Regions from separate parts of the Ovis aries genome. Here region 2 is linked to region 1. Evidence: chromatin contacts called from public Hi-C data. All regions are on one chromosome and are shown on one strand. The core of a region is the stretch at or near the end of the contact, and the rest is flanking DNA. Distances in the headings are between cores, read along the strand shown. Region 1 holds the start of PLCL2 (phospholipase C like 2). Region 2 overlaps PLCL2 (phospholipase C like 2).

Evidence for each region. Hi-C and Micro-C count contacts between places; a contact is called where the count stands out from the background.
Region 2: a Hi-C map of muscle shows a contact between it and region 1, with 4 times the contacts expected there. The contact joins the enhancer-like site here to the promoter of PLCL2 in region 1. A contact is called at or near these places in 2 of 16 Hi-C or Micro-C datasets (blood and muscle).

What each region holds. Positions count from the first base shown.
Region 1 is chr1:274,913,900-274,917,683 of ARS-UI_Ramb_v3.0, reverse strand. It overlaps PLCL2 (phospholipase C like 2), which reads right to left and starts at 2,440. Exons shown (of 4, transcript XM_060396699.1): 1 at 2,095-2,440. The coding sequence starts at 2,394.
Region 2 is chr1:275,066,686-275,070,318 of ARS-UI_Ramb_v3.0, reverse strand. The region is part of intron 3 of PLCL2 (phospholipase C like 2); the gene reads right to left. Among named protein-coding and RNA genes, the nearest start is that of PLCL2, 150 kb to the right of the region's middle. Within about 2 kb of position 2,313, at least 4 of the 54 cell types and tissues checked have an H3K27ac peak or open chromatin away from gene starts, as enhancers often do. A contact at or near this core is called in muscle, where this site is marked.

The DNA.
Region 1 (3,784 bases), core at 1,191-3,690:
CAACTTTCAACACTACTTCCATAGTCTTACAGGGTATTAAGAAAATGCACATTGAAAGCAGAGGCAAGAAAAAGGAGTCAATTTGGGAGAGAGAGGACAATAAATAAGATAAGACTGGTAAATTCCAACCAACCATTTTAGAAATTAAAAGAGCCTAGAAAAAACATGTACTTTCTTACCATTTCTCCATTCATTCAGGAAGCAATATACTGAACCCCTAACTTCCTCACAATAAATGTCTAGGGACACACCTGAGAACAAGGGAACAACTGCCTTCACTAGAAAGAAGAAAAATGAGGACGATGCCCGGCTAAGTTTCAGAATTCCATTGCTTTCTGAGTAATTAATCAGTTCCCCATGTGCTTCTAGAATCTTCAAGGAAGAAAGAATATCTACCAACAAGTTCTCAATTCCACATATCAGAAATGTTGGTAAACCATCCTTCCTAATCTCCCATGAATGTAAAATTAAAACAGATGCTGCTATAATTAAATAAGTTACACTGTGAACCCCATTGCAGACACCAATAAAATCTGAATTTTTTTTTTTTTTGAAGTGCAAACACAGGCCCTCCAAAAATATTGAGGCAGAGGCGTTAAGATGAGCTTGCACCTTCTCTGGAATTTCCACCACAAAGCAAAAATCACCACAAGTTATCTAGCAACCAATAAAACCAGGTATGACACGTAACTCTGTCAATGGGATTGATTACCACGCCTGGCTGAGAGCAACTCCCATGGCAACATAAGCGACAGAGTAAAAGAAAATATAAGTCCCTAAAAGCCAGGTGAGTGTGCAGCAAACATCCACTTTGCTCTCCTTAGTTCAGCTCTAAACACCTCCTGCAGATGGTCCATGCACTTGACCTTTAAGTCCTTTAACCGTGCCCTTTCTCAGAGGTAAACTGGGCAAACAGATGACAAAGCAAAAAGCAGTTTCACAACTGCCTGTTACATGGAGTTGCAAGGTGCTATATTTCACCAGATAAGTGCAGAAGCTGATAGCACCATCGGACACTGACACGCTCCTCAGAAGGTCCCTGTAGGTCCAGTTAAGTTTCAAACACCCCGAGTGCCAGTCCTCTTCACTGGGGCCCATCCTACCCTCCTTCCCACAGGAAGGGTGGGTGCAGGCCCATCACGGTGCTTCGGTGCTCACTGTCCCGGTGACCTCTCAGTTTTCAGAAAGCAACGTTTTCATATTTGCTCCAAACTTGAGCAGAAAGAGCTGGTCCTGCCTAAAGGCTCTGATCTGATCAGCTCGTGGATCATTTATTTTTTTCACTTCATGTCTCGAGAAATAGGTTTACCTTGCAGACCAGAAAATAATGTTCGAATGAAACCACCACAAACTCAGGAGTTCCTAGTATTACTCCTGGAGTTTAAGAGGCACCAAACGCTGACTTCCTTCTGCCAAATAACACCAGGCAAAAAGATATCAATACCAAGCAAACTGCCCAAAAGAACTTCCACAGAAGTGGAGGCCTGCCTGCTGCAGCAACCAAAAGACTAAAACCCCGCAGGACTGTAATCTCCCAGAGCGTCTGACCCTAAGAAAGCTGAGAGGTGCCTGGACCTTCAGAAACCTACTCCATTTCTCTTGAGTTGACCAGGGATTTGTGCACCCTCTGAGTCTCGTCATTGGCAAGAGGCAACTTACAGACCCATCGGAAGAAAACCCTACTGAAGAATCTCTGTTCGCTTGCCTGCGATTCTTAAGAAAATGTTTCACATGATCACCAACTGTCTTTAACATACAATAGAGACCGAGCAGGGGGTCTGTTCCACCAGCCAAGGCCACCGCTGGCAGAGGGTGCCCTGCCGGGCAGGTACCGGGCCATCACTGCAGGCGAGCCCTGCAGAGGTGACAGCCCCGAGTCCCAGGGGGCTGAGCACAGCTCCCCTGCACCCCTTTCCATCCTCCCCAAACGCCATACGCACCGGTCCCCGCTCTGCCGCCCGCAGCGCCGCCGGCGCAGCCCCGGTTCTCGGGAGCTGGGGGCTCCCCCTCCAGCCTCCCAGTCCTGCCGCCCGGGGAAGGACCCCCGCCCCCGGATGGAGAGGGGCGGGCGACGCGCGCCCCTCTCCCACCTACCTTGATGATGCTGCTCCGGCGGGGCAGGCCGCCCGGCTTGCTGTCCCGGGGGAGCGGGCAGGCAGCCGGGCCGGGGGCCGCGGCGAGCGCGGGGCCGACCCGGGCTTCGCCCCCGGGCGCGCCGAGGCTGCAGTCTCCGTTGGAGACCCCGGCGCTGTCACAGTGCGCCCGCCCGGGCCCGGGCCGCCCGCCGCCGCCGCCCTCCCCGGCCCCGGCCCGCAGGGCGCCCTTGGCCGCCAGGACCGGGCCCGGGGAGGAGGGCAGGGCCCCGCCGGCGGCCCCCCGGCCGCGCTCCGCCATGGGCGCCCCGCGACCCGCCAGCACAAAGCCGCGTCCCCGCGTCCCCGCGTCCCCGCCGCCCGGGCCGCGCGGCCCCTCCTCCGCCGCTCCGCCCGCCGCCGCCTCGGCCGCTTCTTCCGCTTCTTCTTTTTTTTTTTTTTTTAATTTCGATGTGCTGTCGGCTTCGGGCTCGCCTCGCGCGCGGTCAGAGCCGCGGCGGCGGGACTATCGGAAGGTTCCTGCAGGGGGAGAAAAGAGACGCGGTCAGGCGGCCCGGGGCCCGGGGACACGCCCGGCACACGCGCCGCGGGCAGCGCGCGGCCCGGGGCGACGAGGGAAGGGGCACTGTCCGGGGACGAGGCGCCCTCCCGGGAGACGAGGCGCTCTCTGGGGACGGGGCACCCTCCATGGGACGGGGCACCCACCTCGCGGGATCCACCCGGAGGACAGGGCGCCCTCCAGGGGACGGGGCACCCACCGCGGGGGACACCCGGCACCCACCGCGTGGGACCCACCGCGGGGAACCGGGCGCCCACCCCGGTGACGGGGCGCCCTCCCGAGGGACGGGGCGCCCCGAGCCGGCGCTCCACCCGGGACGGAAACGCCCGGCACACGAGCCGCCGCGGGCGCCAAGAACGCCGCGCGGCCCGGGGGAGAAGGGGCGCCCTCCTCGGGCTCGGGGCAGCGGCGGGCGCCCCGACGCGCCCCGGCCACGCGGAGGCTCCTCCCGAGGCCCCCGCGGCCCAGGGCGGGCGGGGGCGTCTCCCCCGACCCCAACCCCGCCGATGCTGGCGCGCGCCGGGCCCGCCGCGTACCCCCGGGGTCAGCGCAGGGCGGGCAGGGCGCCCGGGACCCGCCCGCCCCCCCGCCTCCTCGGGGCTCCGCGCCGCCCCCTGCGGGCCGCGGGGACCCTCCCCTCCCCGGACGCACCGCGGCCGCCCGGCTCCCGCTCCAGGTCGCCGCCGTCGCGGCCGCTCCCGCCGGGCCGGCTCATCGGGCCGCGGGGACCTCGCTGCCCGGCAGACGGCGACGGTGGGCGGCCGAGGGTCGACGGAGGCCCCCGGCCCCTCCGGAGCTCTGGCAACCGCCCGTCAGCCGCCGGCGCCCCGAGGGGCCGCGAGCGAGCAGGCCACTGGCCGGCTCCGCCCTGCGCGCGGGACGAGGCCCCAGAGCCTTCTCCTCGGGGTCCCCCTCCGCGGGCCAGACCCGCTGCACGTGCAGAAACCGGCTCGGTTCTCCTGAACCGGGCATCTGTGAGCGGGGTCAACCCGTGGCAAGGACGCTGGGGCCGGCGGAGGGGACAGCGAGAGACGAGAAGCCGGGGACGCGGGCAGAGCCCAGTCCGGGGCCCCAGGGGTTCGTCACATCGTCCACCCCCCAGCGCCCTCCCCGAGCCGGCCGCCAGGAATGC
Region 2 (3,633 bases), core at 1,064-3,563, 150 kb before region 1:
CAGGGAAACCGATCAAGTCACACCTCGCTACACAAGCGCCCAGACCAGACTGTGAGGAATGTGTCCCCAAGGTGCTCACACTGGACGTGACCCTCGAGCCAGCACCGACCTGAGTCCCTTTCAGTATGGAAAGAAAGGGACATGGGTGCACATCCGATCTGTCCTTCATGTTAAAACCTCATCACCTTACGGAAAGCTGCAGCGCCCAAATGCCTCACTCACTTCACCCGAGATGCCTCCGTTTGAGAAGCAGTTTCAAACTTCCGATGAGGATCAAAAACAGCATTTATGTGGTGCATCAGGAACGCTATCACCCAGACCAGTGTTTGCAGTGTGCCTATGAGTGATTGTAGAATTCCAGCGTTGAGTTCTTGTTCCGCACTGCAAGTGCTTGTTTTAGGAGCTATGTCTGAATTAAGAAAAAGGAACAGGGTGCAGCTGACCCATTATTTTACTCACCAAAGTGCTGGGAAAAGATCTGTCTGAAATAAACTTTTTGGCTCTGAAATTGCTATGAAAATCGGAAGGCCAGATTCAGTTCCCATGATTCAAATAGGTACAGTTATAATCCTCGCCATAAGGGTAGACGCTCGCTTTTTGTATTTATCTTTTAAAATTAAATTTTCATTTCATAGTGGAGTATAGCTGACCTACATGTTGTATTAGTTTTAGATGGACAGCTAAGTGATTCAGTTATACATATATCCATTCTTTTTCTGCTTCTTTTCCTATACAGGTTATTACGGAATACCGAGTATGCTTCTCTGTGCTATATAGTAGGTCCCTGTTGATTATTAGCTTTTTGTATTTAAATGTCCAAATATTTCATGTGATAATATTACTCATCTCTGCTGCATCACCATTTTACTTTATATAACAAACACCGCTCCAACATTTTCCATTCCTTAAATTCTGCCTAGTTTTGCTTTATAGTACTTATCGCCAGCTGCCACAGTAATTATTTTATAGAAACTAAATGTATGTAGGTTGGATTATTTATATAACTTGAAAAGCACCATATTTTATTAGTTGCACTTATTTAAACTAAAGCATAACCAACACGCCTCTTAAGAAGTACACCAGATTCTTAAAGTGAGTCACACAGCATCTATCGACTTCCACTGTTCTAAGAAAATGACAGCAAACACTGTGAAGTCTGAAGGTCAAAGCAGGTGTTCACTCAGGCCTTCATTCATCATCTGTGAGGCTCCCTAGGGGCAGCCCTTGAACGCACACTGGGGCCTGCAACCTAAAGGACCCAGTCGCTGTCTGCAGGAAGTCTACAGCCCCATGGCAGGCCTCCCGCTTAGGAATTCAGTCTTTCCACACTTGGTCTTCAAGATCTGAGTCATTCCTGTAAATTAAAATACTCTACTTTACAGCTCGACATACTGAACAGGCAGTGACAGAAACGAATAGTTCAGAACTCGATGATACCGATGGAAAGTCATTTGTACCATTCCACAATTTGCATACCGAAAAGGTTCAGACCGTCATCAGTAACCTTTCTCAGCTCTGATGTCGAGCCAAATAAGAGACACCAAGAAGCCAGGACGTCTTCCAGCAAGGATGCTGGCTGTCCCAGCTCAGTGTCAAAGAACTGGCCAATCGTGCCTCCCTCATTCAAGCTGAGGGAGAAAAAAGCAGCGAAAGGCACCTGGCCGTGAGACAAGTGGGCAGTGCCAGAGTGGTAACAACCGCGAGGGAAGACTCGGGCCTCCAGGCAGCCTGTGCGGGAAGGTGGTAGGTCCGCGCCAGGGGAAGCGGGGGTGCAGGACAGGCGCAGCTTCACGTGGGTTCCTTGGCTTCGTCACCGAGCGCGAGACCATAAATGTGGCGAGCCATAGTTTATTTCCCACCTGCAAGCTGCGTTTCATGAAAAGCATGATGAGGGTTCACAATAATGCGGGCATCAGAGTAGGGGAGGCTTGTGGCTGGAGCCTGCAGAGAGCAACGTCCCCGAGGACTCCCCTCCCACCTGGGGGCCAGGCACCTCCAGAGGCCCCAGGTTAGCAGAATGAGCAGGCCTTCCTGTCCTGCGCTCACTGATACTAGCTTTGTTTGCAAAGCCTGCTGTGACAAGGCTCAGAGCAACAACAGCTCACATTTTTATTCTTAGAAGCATCTTCCAGTTTCAGGTATCGCCAAAGGTGCTGCACCTTTAAGCGCAAAAGACACAGCAGGGCTTTAGAAGCGCACGCTCCACCTCGAGGAGCTGGAGACGGACACCCCCTGCCCGAGCTCTGTGACGCGGGAGGACCCGTCCTCTGCCCTGGGGACGACGAGGCCCTAAAGCTCCCCAAGGGGGACCCTGAGGGTGCTGAGCAAGCGTGAAGGGCAGGAGGCCCGGAGCCCCAAGCAGATGGTACTCACAGAGCAGAGGTCTACCGCCGCTGCCCACGTGCTCCCGGGCTGACACCAAGACCCCTGAGGCAGAGCACGGCATGGGCCGGCTCAGCACCAAGTCCTCCTCCCAGTACCTGGGGACGGAGCAGCCCCTGAGCTGCACGCAGCATCTACACCACGGAGGTGGCCAACAGCCCAGGGAAGGGAGGCAGGCACCGGGAGGAGGCAGGGCAGCCCCATCACCGAGTGCAGCGCAGAGCAGCGGGGCTCCACGGGGACCGGCCCAGGAGACGGGGTCACCAGTCAGCAGAGCCCAGACATGGGAGGGAAGAAAGCCCCCAGGCCTCAGCGGGGGCGACTCCCTTGCCCCACCTGTCACAGAGTGAACTCAGCATCCCCCTGGGGAGGAGGAGCTGCCGGTTTGGCCCGTTTTGCAGCTGCAGAGCACGTATTTATAATGAAGCTTGTAGTTCCGACCGCGGCATGACTCCACGAACGCTCTCGGTGTCTGCGTCCCTTCTCCTCAGGGTGGGGCCCATCGGGCCTCCAGCTCCTGGGAGGGCCTGGGGCCGGGAGGGCTGGGCTGGGCTGGCCTTCCCACCCGCCTGCCTGGCGGGCCGAGGTCTGGCTCCCACTTGGCTGACAACTCTGCCCAGAGGCGCTGAGGGCGCGGCGGGGACACGTGGGGCATCATGAGCTCGGGGCAGGACCACCCTCGGGCCGGGTCCGCCAGGCTGCAACGCTGCCGTTATTGATGGTCTAAGTGCCCGCTGAGCGAGTCAGAGTGAGCGTGTCCACGCCTCCCCGGCCCCGGGGAACCACCAGCGCTCTTCATCTCGCCAGGCCCACGGGAGGCGGGCGGTGGCACTGGTTCCACGGATGTGAACTCGGAGGACTCCAGAGCGAAGCCACTTTCCCAAGGCCGCCTGGCGTGCAGGCAAAGGCCGTAACTAAGGGCTGGGGCACAGATATCGCGCGTGACTCGGGGCCTCCGCGGCGCCCACGGTACCACGCCAGCTCCTGACCACAAGCAGAGCTGCCCGAGAGGAGAGCGCACCCCAACCAGGACAGGGGCCAGAGGCAGGGGACGCTCGGCCTCCCAACAGGCTACAGACGGGACAGACAGCACCTCCATCCTGATGTGGGCCCATGAGTGTGGTTTAAATAACGTTTCTACAAAGCACTTTGCGAAGCTATTTTCTTAAGGACATCGGTAAACAATTTCCTGAGCTCCACTTATCAATTCATTATTAAAAAACAGAAGTCATTTATGCGTAATGTGAAACC